Regions from separate parts of the Mus musculus genome. Here regions 1 and 2 are each linked to region 3. The links are chromatin contacts, called in public promoter capture Hi-C maps. All regions are on one chromosome and are shown on one strand. The core of a region is the stretch at or near the end of the contact, and the rest is flanking DNA. Distances in the headings are between cores, read along the strand shown.

Evidence for each region. Promoter capture Hi-C pulls out the DNA fragments that hold promoters and counts their contacts.
Region 1: a contact with region 3 is called in a promoter capture Hi-C map of pre-B cells. The contact joins the promoter of Zfp369 here to the promoter of Cdc14b in region 3. A contact is called at or near these places in 13 of 39 promoter capture datasets (the 3T3-L1 cell line, cranial neural crest, embryonic stem cells and 8 more), 3 of 115 datasets of contacts at active chromatin or transcription factors (bone marrow-derived dendritic cells, bone marrow-derived macrophages and stem cell-derived neural progenitor cells) and 1 of 9 other capture datasets (adipose tissue).
Region 2: a promoter capture Hi-C map of pre-B cells shows a contact between it and region 3, with 4 times the contacts expected there. The contact joins the enhancer-like site here to the promoter of Cdc14b in region 3. A contact is called at or near these places in 6 of 39 promoter capture datasets (cranial neural crest, hippocampal neurons, liver and 2 more).

The regions. Positions count from the first base shown.
Region 1 is chr13:65,276,657-65,280,144 of GRCm38.p6, forward strand. Zfp369 (zinc finger protein 369) reads left to right here and starts at 2,198. Exons shown (of 8, transcript NM_178364.5): 1 at 2,198-2,331; 2 at 2,605-2,684. The coding sequence starts at 2,316.
Region 2 is chr13:62,878,835-62,882,258 of GRCm38.p6, forward strand. The region is part of intron 1 of Fbp1 (fructose bisphosphatase 1); the gene reads right to left. It overlaps Gm38679 (a long non-coding RNA gene), which reads right to left. Exons shown (of 3, transcript XR_873587.2): 2 at 868-934; 3 at 1-797. Among named protein-coding and RNA genes, the nearest start is that of Gm38679, 4.5 kb to the right of the region's middle. Within about 2 kb of position 1,542, at least 138 of the 459 cell types and tissues checked have an H3K27ac peak or open chromatin away from gene starts, as enhancers often do. A contact at or near this core is called in liver and pre-B cells, where this site is marked.
Region 3 is chr13:64,273,302-64,276,574 of GRCm38.p6, forward strand. It overlaps Cdc14b (CDC14 cell division cycle 14B), which reads right to left and starts at 1,687. Exons shown (of 14, transcript NM_172587.3): 1 at 1,290-1,687. The coding sequence starts at 1,449.

The DNA of each region.
Region 1 (3,488 bases), core at 948-3,447, 1.0 Mb after region 3:
CCTCTTCTGATGCATCGGAAGATAGCTACAGTGTACACATATACATAAAATAAAATTTAAAAAAACATTAAGAACAATATGTAGTCTATTTTAGCCGTAAGAATAAGAAGCATGACCACAGTTAGACACAGTGTTGCCAACCCTATTTAGAAACCTCAAAGGAATACATAAACCCTGGGTTGAGAAGGATAGGTCGCTAGGCTCTAGGCATCAGTATGTCTGGATCCCAAATAAGACAAGATTACATAAATCAGAACAGAATATAAAGAGACCCTAGGAATAGAATACTAGACAGTATAAGGAACACAACAGAATTCTTTGTTGTTCTGAGCTGTCTAGAGTTACAAACATACCAAATTATGATCAGGGGCAGACTTCAGGTTCCCCCAATCTAATCTGCCAATAGGAACAAACCTAGTCACAGGTTACCTAATAACTGGCATTACCAGAACCCACATCCTCTTGATGTGTATCGTACAAATGAATCCCTGTGTGTGATCAAGCCAGCTCAGTCAGTCAACAGGGTCTCAAGGGAGGGAGTGAGGATTGAAAAGAAAAAGACAATTAGACTTAATACCACTCAAACCTGTGCAGAGGCTGAAGTGGGTTTATTTTTCTCCAGTCTGTTTTTATGCCATTCTAAGTACATGCAGAGAATAAGGTCAGTTTTCAGTCAAGGAACAAACAAGGCAATAAACAAGGTCCCGTGGTATTCAGGGACTTACAAGATGATCAAGATCTTGAGCCTACTTTCTTGTCCTAGCCCAAAGTCAAATTCTTGCCTGAGCCTACTTCTGTGTTCTAGTCTAATGTCAAATTTCTGCCAAATTCCTAGAAGCTGCCCTAAGAGCTCTCCATATGCATGGATATTTACAGTTAGCCTCCCTGGGACTGAGGGTAATTTTAATTCTCCTCATACATCTCTGATCCTCCGTGTCCCTTTGTAACTGGTCTTTGCTACTTTGTCGGTTCTCTTTTTCCTCCCATTATTATCCTTACCCCCCTTTCTACCCCCTAACACTAGACAGGAAAGGAACAAGAGTAGAGGGGAGAGAGTGATTAGGAAGATCCCCGAATCTGATTTCTTTTCTCTTGCTTCTCCTTTGGCCTCAGCTACTAACAAACTACAACCAACCTCCTCCCTATACAACCAACAACTGGCCCACCCCAGCCCCCAGCCTATCGGGCTCTAACATTTATATACCCTCTGAAAAGTTCCCAGAGTTCCAAATATAACACAATTACCAAAACTCTGCTGCAGACAGAACCGCGATTCTGCTAGAGCACAAGGCAAATAAATCATGGTCAGTTGCTTCAGGCAGTCGGAAGCAGCCCTACGTCCCTATACCCGGAATCAAAATAAAAGCACCTTCTTATAATATTTGGTTTTTTTTTTTTTCAAGAAACCAAAATTCTAGAATTTTCACTACATCCCTTCCTCTGCTGGGGAAAACTGGAGAGGACATTTAGTGTAGCCTACCATATCCTTCAAGTCCACCAGGTCTCCACACTTACCACCTAAACGTTGTAAGACCATACAACCCTGCCTAAACCATACAACCCTGCTCACTCTACAGATCTGGACGCAAACGCCTGTCCTCTCATAGAAACGAGTAAAATTTTAATTCCAATGCCTAATGGCTTTCTGTTTCTACGGTTTAGTCCTTTCTTCCTCTCCCTTTAAGGACACCGCTGAAACTACAGCACGATTGCATTCTTTTCTCCTTCCCCTAAGGAAACTCGGTTAAATGACTTTGTCTTCTCTTGCCTTCGACCCACAGCCAGTCCCCATCCGGGTCCCTCCCCTCTACACTAGTCGAGCTGTGTATTCTGTGTGTCCCCTCCTTCCGCCCTCCTTCCGCCCTCCTTACTCTGCTACAAGGCGAGCATCCCCCAGCCGATCTAACACCAGCACTTCTTCCGGTTTGTCCAAGTTCATTTGCTCCTGTTAGTGGGTTCGACTCCCTCCTAGTCTCGGTCTCTGTCCACGGAGATGCTTAGCATCTTAGTAGCCTCCTTCAAAGGCTTCATCCTAGTTCTTTAGCAGCCAGTAGCAGACGCTTACGGACTTCGGCTTAGCCTGCCAACAGGAAGGACGCCAACAGATTGCCGCCGCTCGACGTCCGCGGGGGCGCCTGGGAGTTGTAGTCCGGACCAGCGAGCCGACTCAGGGGCTAGACCGACAGGCAAGAGCCATTGTGTTTATCGCAAGCACTCGTAACGCTGCGTGAAAGCCCGTCGGGGACAACTCCTATCTTCTGTTTCATTTGCAGCCTCCGGAGTCCAGTGTCGGCTTCGTTAGTGGCTCCACTTCTATGGACCCCGGAGAAGGTGTGTAGTCGTGGGTCCGGATCCTGAGGAGGCATCCCGTTCTAGATGGGGAACACGGTTTAAGAAAACCGACCGCATTCTGGATTGGAGGACATCAACCATCCCCTCTCGGTTAGAGGGGAACCTGTTTTGTAAGCTTATGGGAGTCGGGGAGAGGACTCACTGGGCACTTGGCAATTTTGGGGCGGACTGGTTATGTCCTGCAGAGGTCGGAATATGGGCAGAAGTGGGGGAGCCACTGGGCACATTCCTTAGTGCCTCTTCCACCTTCAGGACGATCAGCATTCTGCCTCCTACCGCTAGAGAACACTGAGGACAGTATGGCTTCCACGCTTCCAACAACCTGGCCCCATGTGAGTAAAGGCTTCTTTTCAGCTTTTGTGACGGCTCAGGGGCCGGCTAGTGGTGAGATGTTTGCTCTCAAATACCCTAGAGTTACGGGAGGAGTTGAAGGACTGCCCAAGAGGGGGGTTAGAATAGAAGAAACAAACAAACCGATTTCTGAACTGGAACTGGCAAGCCAGATTGAGGCAAGCCAGATTGAAGCTTTTCAATTCAAAAACAAAAAATGTTTCTATTACATTTATTTTGTGTGTGGGTATGCACATGTGTGCTATTGCCTGCTTGTGGGCACCTTTCCGGATTGCTACCCTTCTTTCAACATGAGTCCTGGAGATCAATCAAACTCAGGCTTGGTAGCCTTTACCCACTGAGCCATCTCACCAGTCCTTTTCAACTTTTTTTTTTTTTTTTTTTAAAGCTGGGGATCTGGCCAGGCTTTGGTGGCACAAGCCTTTAATCCCAGCACTTGGGAGGCAGAGGCAGGCCCGATTTCTGAGTTTGAGGCCAGCCTGGTCTACAGAGTGAGTTCCAGGACAGCCAGGGCTATACAGAGAAACCCTATCTCGACAGAACAACAACAACAACAACAAAAGCTGGGGATCTGGTTGAGAGAAACTGACAGGTGTTAGAAGATAAGAGGCTCATGTTTAGTTTTCAGCAGCTACTTTAAAGAAGTGATAATTCAAAAACAAGAAAAGAGGTATAGATGGGAGCCAACAGTCCTATCCCCTGGTTAGTGAGAAATGAACAGGTTTTCATAGACCACAGTCTCACTTGTCCCCTGATTAGTGTCAGACCGATTTGCTCAAGGATTC
Region 2 (3,424 bases), core at 292-2,791, 1.4 Mb before region 3:
CAACAGCAGATGGAAACAGAGGCAACAGACCTACAACCAAATAACAGGCAGAGCTTGGGGAGTCTTGTACAAGACTGAGGGATAGAAAATGAACAAGTTGGAGGGGTCAAGGACACCACAAGAAGACCTACGGAGTCAACTAACTTGGGCCACTGGGGGCTCACAGAGACTGAACCACCAGCCAGGGAACTGGACATAGCTCCCCTACACATTTGTAGCAAATTTGCAGCTTGGTGTTCATGTAGGATCCCTAACAAGTGGAGTGGGGGCTGTCTTGGTCTCTGTTCCTTCCATTGGATCCCCTTCCCCCTACCTAGACTTCATAGTTTGGACTCAGTGGGAGAGGATGTCTAGATGTCCCAGAGTGGAGTGGTACCCAAGGGGGATCCCCCTTCTCTTAGAAGAGTAGGGAACAATGGGAGGAGAAATTTGTAAGGGTAGGATTAGAAGGAGAGAAGGGAAGAGGTTGTGATAGGGATATAAAGTAAATAAAAATAAATTATTGGAAAAAGAAAGAAAATTAATCATCACACACATGGAGTTTACCTTCTCCACACAATTTCAGATCTGCACCCACAACCTCTCCTTCAGAAACCATGAGTCTCTGCAGAGCATCAGTCAAAGTTCCTCAAGCATTGTAAGGTAAAGAAGCAGGGGTCTCCACAACCCGTGTGGCTCTTGGAGCCTGTCTGACCCACTGAACCAGTGTGACCTCTCGAGCTTCAGGCACACTTCAGGAGGACTTGGGAGTGGGAGGGAGGGCCTCCAAGTTCTGCAGGGAGCTTCCACACCAGCATCTGTAAACGGGAGGGGAAGTCACCAGCTGCCCTCCGTGGGACAAAGCCCCTCACACACCACCGGGCTCACCTTGGTTCTCCGGGACCAGATCAGGGTTTTCCTGACCATAGAAGCTTTTTCTGAGGCCAGCTGGGCCCTGCTACCAATGAGAGATGTGAGCACAGAGAATGAAGATAGCAAGGGCCTCAGCCGGGCCCAGCCCCTTCTGCAGCCTCCCAGGATAACTCAAGTCAGTACCAGCCTTCCAAGAGGCCATGGCTCCCTCACTGCAGGGGAAGCTTGTCCTAATGGGAGTTACTTCAGAAAACAAAGGCAACAAGCTGTTCCCCAGCTCCCTTTTGTTGGGTCTCAAAGGACAAATGTCAAAGCACAGTGGTTATGAAAGAGGAAACAGCTGGAGGACTCCCCAGGAAGCAGTGGGCAGAACGCAAAACGGTGGGGTGCCTGCCCAGGCCTGAGCACCACTGGCTACTAATGTGGGCAATAGAATGTAAGTGCCCAACCCAGTCACAGACAACCTGCCCGCATACCGGGACCCTGAACCCTGAACCTGGGGTGTCAAGCTCATTAAATCTGCATTTCAGATATGCGTGGGTTATAGCTGGCATTCAAAGGTTTCTGGCAAGGCCTGGGCATGTGCTCCGCATGCTTTAGCATACAAAAGGTTCTAAGATCAAGCCCCAGTACATTTGCATATAGCCCAGTCAGGGTTAGGAAATCTGAGACTAGAAAAGATAACAGTGACCAGCACAACACAGTGACTTATCTCTTTTGAAATCTCTGTGTCATGTCTTGGCTGGCTGGGCCAGCCCAGGAACTACTCTTTTTGTGCAGGCCTCTTCCTGAGGAAGTGGCAGCCTGCTTTGTTTCTGGTGAGATCTGATGCCGGAACTGGGGCTTCCGGGGTGTAAGGTAAATGCTGGGGGAATTCAATTCCTTAAAGGAACTGACCTTACAGCTGAGGCATGGTGGCATACACCTTTAATCTCAGCACTCAGGAGTCAGAGGCAGGAGGATTTCTGAGTTCGAGGCCAGCCTGGTCTACAAAGTGAGTTCCAGGACAGCCAGGGCTACACAGAGAAACCCTGTCAAAAAACAAACAAACAAACAAACAAAAAAAAAAAAGGAACTGACATTACCAGAGCTGGCACATCTGAGAATTTACAGTTCTTGAGCCTGAACAAAAGAGCATTTCTGCACTGGAGAGATGGCTCAGTGGTTAAGAGCACTAACTACTCTTCCAGAGGTCCTGAGTTCTAATCCCAGCAACCATATGGTGGCTCACAACCATCTGTAATGGGGACCTGATGCCATCTTCTGGTGTGTCTGAAGACAGCTACAGTATACTTGTATAAATAAATCTTTTTTTTTTTTTAAGAGTATTTCCTTCAGCTCATATCTCTAACTCCAGGAGCAAAATCAAAGCAGCACAGGTTAACATTCAAAGCTACAGGCTGGAGCTCCAGAGGTCGGAAATTCCAATCTCATCTCCCCTACGTGCTTAGCAGCCCTGTGTAAGTCACTTCACGCCTCTTGGTGTCTTGTCCTTCAACTGTAATGTGGGGATACAGACATCAGCTTCATGGTACATAGGGAAGGGGGAAAATTAGTTGATAGGGGCCAAAGGCTCTAAATAATACCCCTGTTTAGACAGACATTTAAGAACTATTATCATCCTACTTCATCTCTGGTCCTGTCAACATTAGCACATCCGTGCTCAAGAACAGGTGAGGCCCTAGAAAAAAGTCAGCAGCACAAAGACCTGGGTTCAGATTCTCGCTGTTCCTTCTACCAAGTATGTGACCTCTGTCAGTTTGCCTAAAACTCCCTGGCTCATCAATATAAACTTAGCCAGAAACAGGGAGCTTGGCAGACCTGGGCTACCGATGTGTCCCTGGGCACGCCTGACTTCCTAAAATGACAGCCAAGGTCGTGCTTACCAGATTCCCCAGAGCATCCACTAAGCAAGCTTTTGTCGATGGGTGGGTGAGAGATCAGTTCTAAATCTCTTTGGCAGACAAATTCTAAGAGGGCGGCTGGCCAGCCGACACAGGATTGTCATCACAAGTAAATGGCACGAAGAAGAGAACAGCTCCTGTAAGGTCCTGTGACATTTCACTAGGGCCCTATTGCAATCATCTGGCCTTCAGCTCAAAAAGTTAGAGCTGAGGAAAATGTGTCATCAAGAGCCTTAGACCAGGGCCGGCTCTGAGACCTCCGGAAAGCAAACATCCTCTTCCTGGAGTCCACAGACTAAAACCAGTATTAACAAGCGCTTTGTAAATCTCATCTCTTACTTATACTGTCAAACTCAACATTTTACTCAGGTTTTTTTTTTTTTAAAGACTTTTTCTTTTTAATTTTAAGAATTATTAATTTTATTTTATGTATGTGAGTATACTGTAGCTGTCTTCAGACATACCAGAAGAGGGCATCGACCCCATTACCAATGGTTATGAGCTACCAAGTGGTTTCTGGGAATTGAACTCAGGTCCTCTGAAAGAACAATCAGTGCTCTTAACCACTGAGCCATCTCTCCAGCCCTTTACTCAAGTTTTTAAAGATATGAACTGTTTTAATTAATAGAAAATCGAATTCCTTAGAGTGTGGGTTAATTTGCTCAATA
Region 3 (3,273 bases), core at 437-2,936:
TATGAAGTACCGTGCAGAGCAATGCAAAAATCAATCGTATACCATCCTGCATGGGTTTGCAAAGAATAGATACATATGTGTGCCAGTGGAGGATATTTCTGGAAAGATTCACGAGAACTTGGCAACATCTGTTACATTTAGGGGGCACTTCTTTGTCTTTGCCACAAAGTTTTCTCAGTATACTCTGTGTATCTTTACAATTTAGAGCTATACGAAAATAAGTTTGCCCCATACAAAAAAAAGAGCAGAAATAATGTGCAGATTCAACCAGCACGAAGTCTCTGGAAGGAACCCGGGCAAGGGTGTCTCCTCCTTCAGGGTCACACACCGGTAGACCTGGGCAGACACTAGTCAGGGGCTATAGTTAAAACAAGTCCTTCGTCTTCCTCCTTCAAACGCTAAAAAAAAAAACCCTTTCCTCTCCTCTCAGCTTCCTTTAAAAACCGGTCTTACTTTCTAGTTGCCCATTAATCTAGAATATACTTTCTACTAAATTTGTTTGTCTAAACACTTCCTAAATAAATAAATGTCACCAATCGAGAGCCCACCTAGCAAAGTCCAAGTTCAAGTCTTGGAAACCTTTTCTAAAAACCCCACCAAGAGGTGGACACCATCCGCCCCAGAAAACGCGGCACCTTCCTTCAACCGCGCAGGCAGCTATGCAGCTGACAACGCTTTTCCACGTACATCAGTACAACGAAGGCAAAGCTCTGGCTTCTCTATCAACCCCAGCAAACCGAGCGGCTGCCAAAACGGATTTCTTTCGTCTTCAAGAACTGAGACACCAAGAAAAAAAATCACCCTCGAAAGCGGCTATTCTACCCGCTCCGGCTGGCGGGGATTTCTCAAAAGTGACACCTCTGAGCTCTTAGCACGCTTGGTGGTTCAAACGCCATCAACGTGACACCTTTCTGGAGGCACGAGAGGGAGGGCAAAGATCCCTCAGGAGGCCTGAGAGGGCGCGACAGCGTGGGGGGCGGGGGGGGGGTGTCGGACGGCCGGGGGCTCGGGCCGGATCCCACGCGTTGCTAAGGCTCAGCGAGGCTTTGGGCCCTCGGGACAGCAAAGACCAGCGGGACTCAGCAGAGGCTCGGACTCGCGTGGGAACAACCGCGCCGGCTCATCCCGCGATGAGGTGGGTTCGAGGGCAGAGCCGCCCCGCTCCCGAGGCCGGACTCACTTGCAGGAGTGACCCCTCGGCCCATCTCCGGTAAAGTTGCTACCGCGGGCGCACGGGCGACTAGAGGCTCGAGGAGGCGCGAGCCTCGTGGGGGTGTGGCGGGGCTCACCCGTGATGTCCAGGTACAGGTCGTCCTGCTGCTCCAGGCGGTGCAGCTCCTGCGGCGTGGAGCTGCGGCTCTTCTTCACGCCGGGAGAGGAGGACGAGCTGCGGCGTGAGCAGGGGGGCGCGGTGGCCCAAGCCGAGCGCCGCTCGCTCTTACGCTTCATGGAGGCGGTCGCGGCCCGTCAGGGGACCGCGACCATGGCCCGGCAACCCGGCCCGGGTCCTCGCGCTGCGTCTCCCGCCGCCCGCGACCCGGGGGCCCCACAGCGCTGGCCGGTGGCTGGAGCAAAGCGCGCGCTCCCTGGGACGCTGCTGCCGTGGCGTCCGAGCTCAGCGGGCCGCGGCTCCCGGGGACCCCCAGGAGGGATGTTCCGTGGAGCTTCATTCACAAAAAGAAGGGCCCACAACCCTCCTCGGGGCCTACCGGCTCGGGCCGCTCATTGGTCAGTGCGGCGTGACGTCACGCAACTGGAGCCTTCCTACAGGCAGGTACTCGGTGACGCCATAAAGAAAAGTCTGAGCGCTTCCGCCAATCGGGCAGAAAGCGTGCTGGCGACCCCCTTGGTGGGACCCCTCTAACTTTTGTCTCTTGTGTCCAGGTGTTGACGCCTCAGTCCCCAGTTCCTCGAGTGAGTCTCCGAGTTCCTGCACAACCCTACCCTAATAACTCCACTTCGGATCTTTGAGATGGAATTTTTTTCTTTTTTAAGTGTTTCTTGGGTCTCCCCTGTAATTCGCGCCAAGGGAGCCTTGTCATGGCCGCCTGCTAGGAGAGTGTGTAGGCTGCTGAAACGGTCCTCAGCTCTGTGGACGCAAGGCAGAGTGGACCTCAGAACTTAGAAGTTCAGACCAGCGCCGTTTTCCCACCTATCCGATCGGATCGGATCGATAAGGGCTTCTTAGCGTCGGTGAAACCACCTGGAGATGCGATTTACCGCGGTGGTTTGAACCTTCCGACACCTCACCTCGGAACCCAGGAGCGCGCTAGCTCTCGCTGTGGGTAGCCGAGGTGGCCACGGTCCGACTTAGCACGAAGTGTTGGAGCATGTGGCCAGCTGAGCAAACGGCCTTTTCTCCTTTGGGTCTGCAGTGGTACCGCCCCATATTTTGCTACTGGGTTAAAAAGATATCAGATCTTTCTGGAACTTGACCATAGCTGCCATTTTGAAGAGCCCAGCTTCACGGTAGCATCTACTTGGGCGAGGAGACTGGAAGCAGTCGGTAGTCCCAAAGTCCCCATCGGCAGGACTGTAGTCAACAGCGATTTAGTCTGAAAGGGAAGTCAAGAGTCAGAGGGATAAATTTCAGTCCCTCCTCCCCTCCCCCAAAGAACCTCTCAGAAATGCAGATTTCACGAAGTTCCTTCCCCTAGGGAAGGCTTCTTTTGTTTTGAAGCCCTACCTTAAGCCTGCTGCTTCGGAAAAGATAAGATATGGGACTGGCTTTCCTTAGCCAGGGGCCCTTAAGAACCTGCTTGTTCACCTTTCGGGTTTCCATAGGACATCAACGAAGGCCTTACATTTAAAATGTCTGTAGTGTTAGCAAAAACTTTTGCCCAGGAAGAGAAAGTCCTTCACACGGTTCCAAGGACTCACAGTAGAAGGGCCACCAAATGTCACAATCAGAAATTTTATGAAAAGTTTTTTTTTTTTTGGTTTGTTTTTTTTTTTTTTAACCACCACTATAATCCATAGGATTACATGGAAGAAAGTGTTCCACTACACAGCCCAGACTGGGCTGAAAATGGCATCTGCCTCTCCAGTGCTGGGATTCCTGGTGTGAGCCACTGCAGGCACCTTACTGGATTCTCCCTCCCTCTCTCTCTCTCTCTCTCTCTCTCTCTCTCTCTCTCTCTCTCTCTCTCTCTCTCTCTCTCTCTCCCTCTCTCTCTCTCTCTCTCTCTCTCTCTCCCCCCCCTCTCTCTCTTGTGTGTGTGTGTCTAGTATGTTCCTTTTTTTTTTTTTTTTTTTGAGCTTTTGGGACTCAAC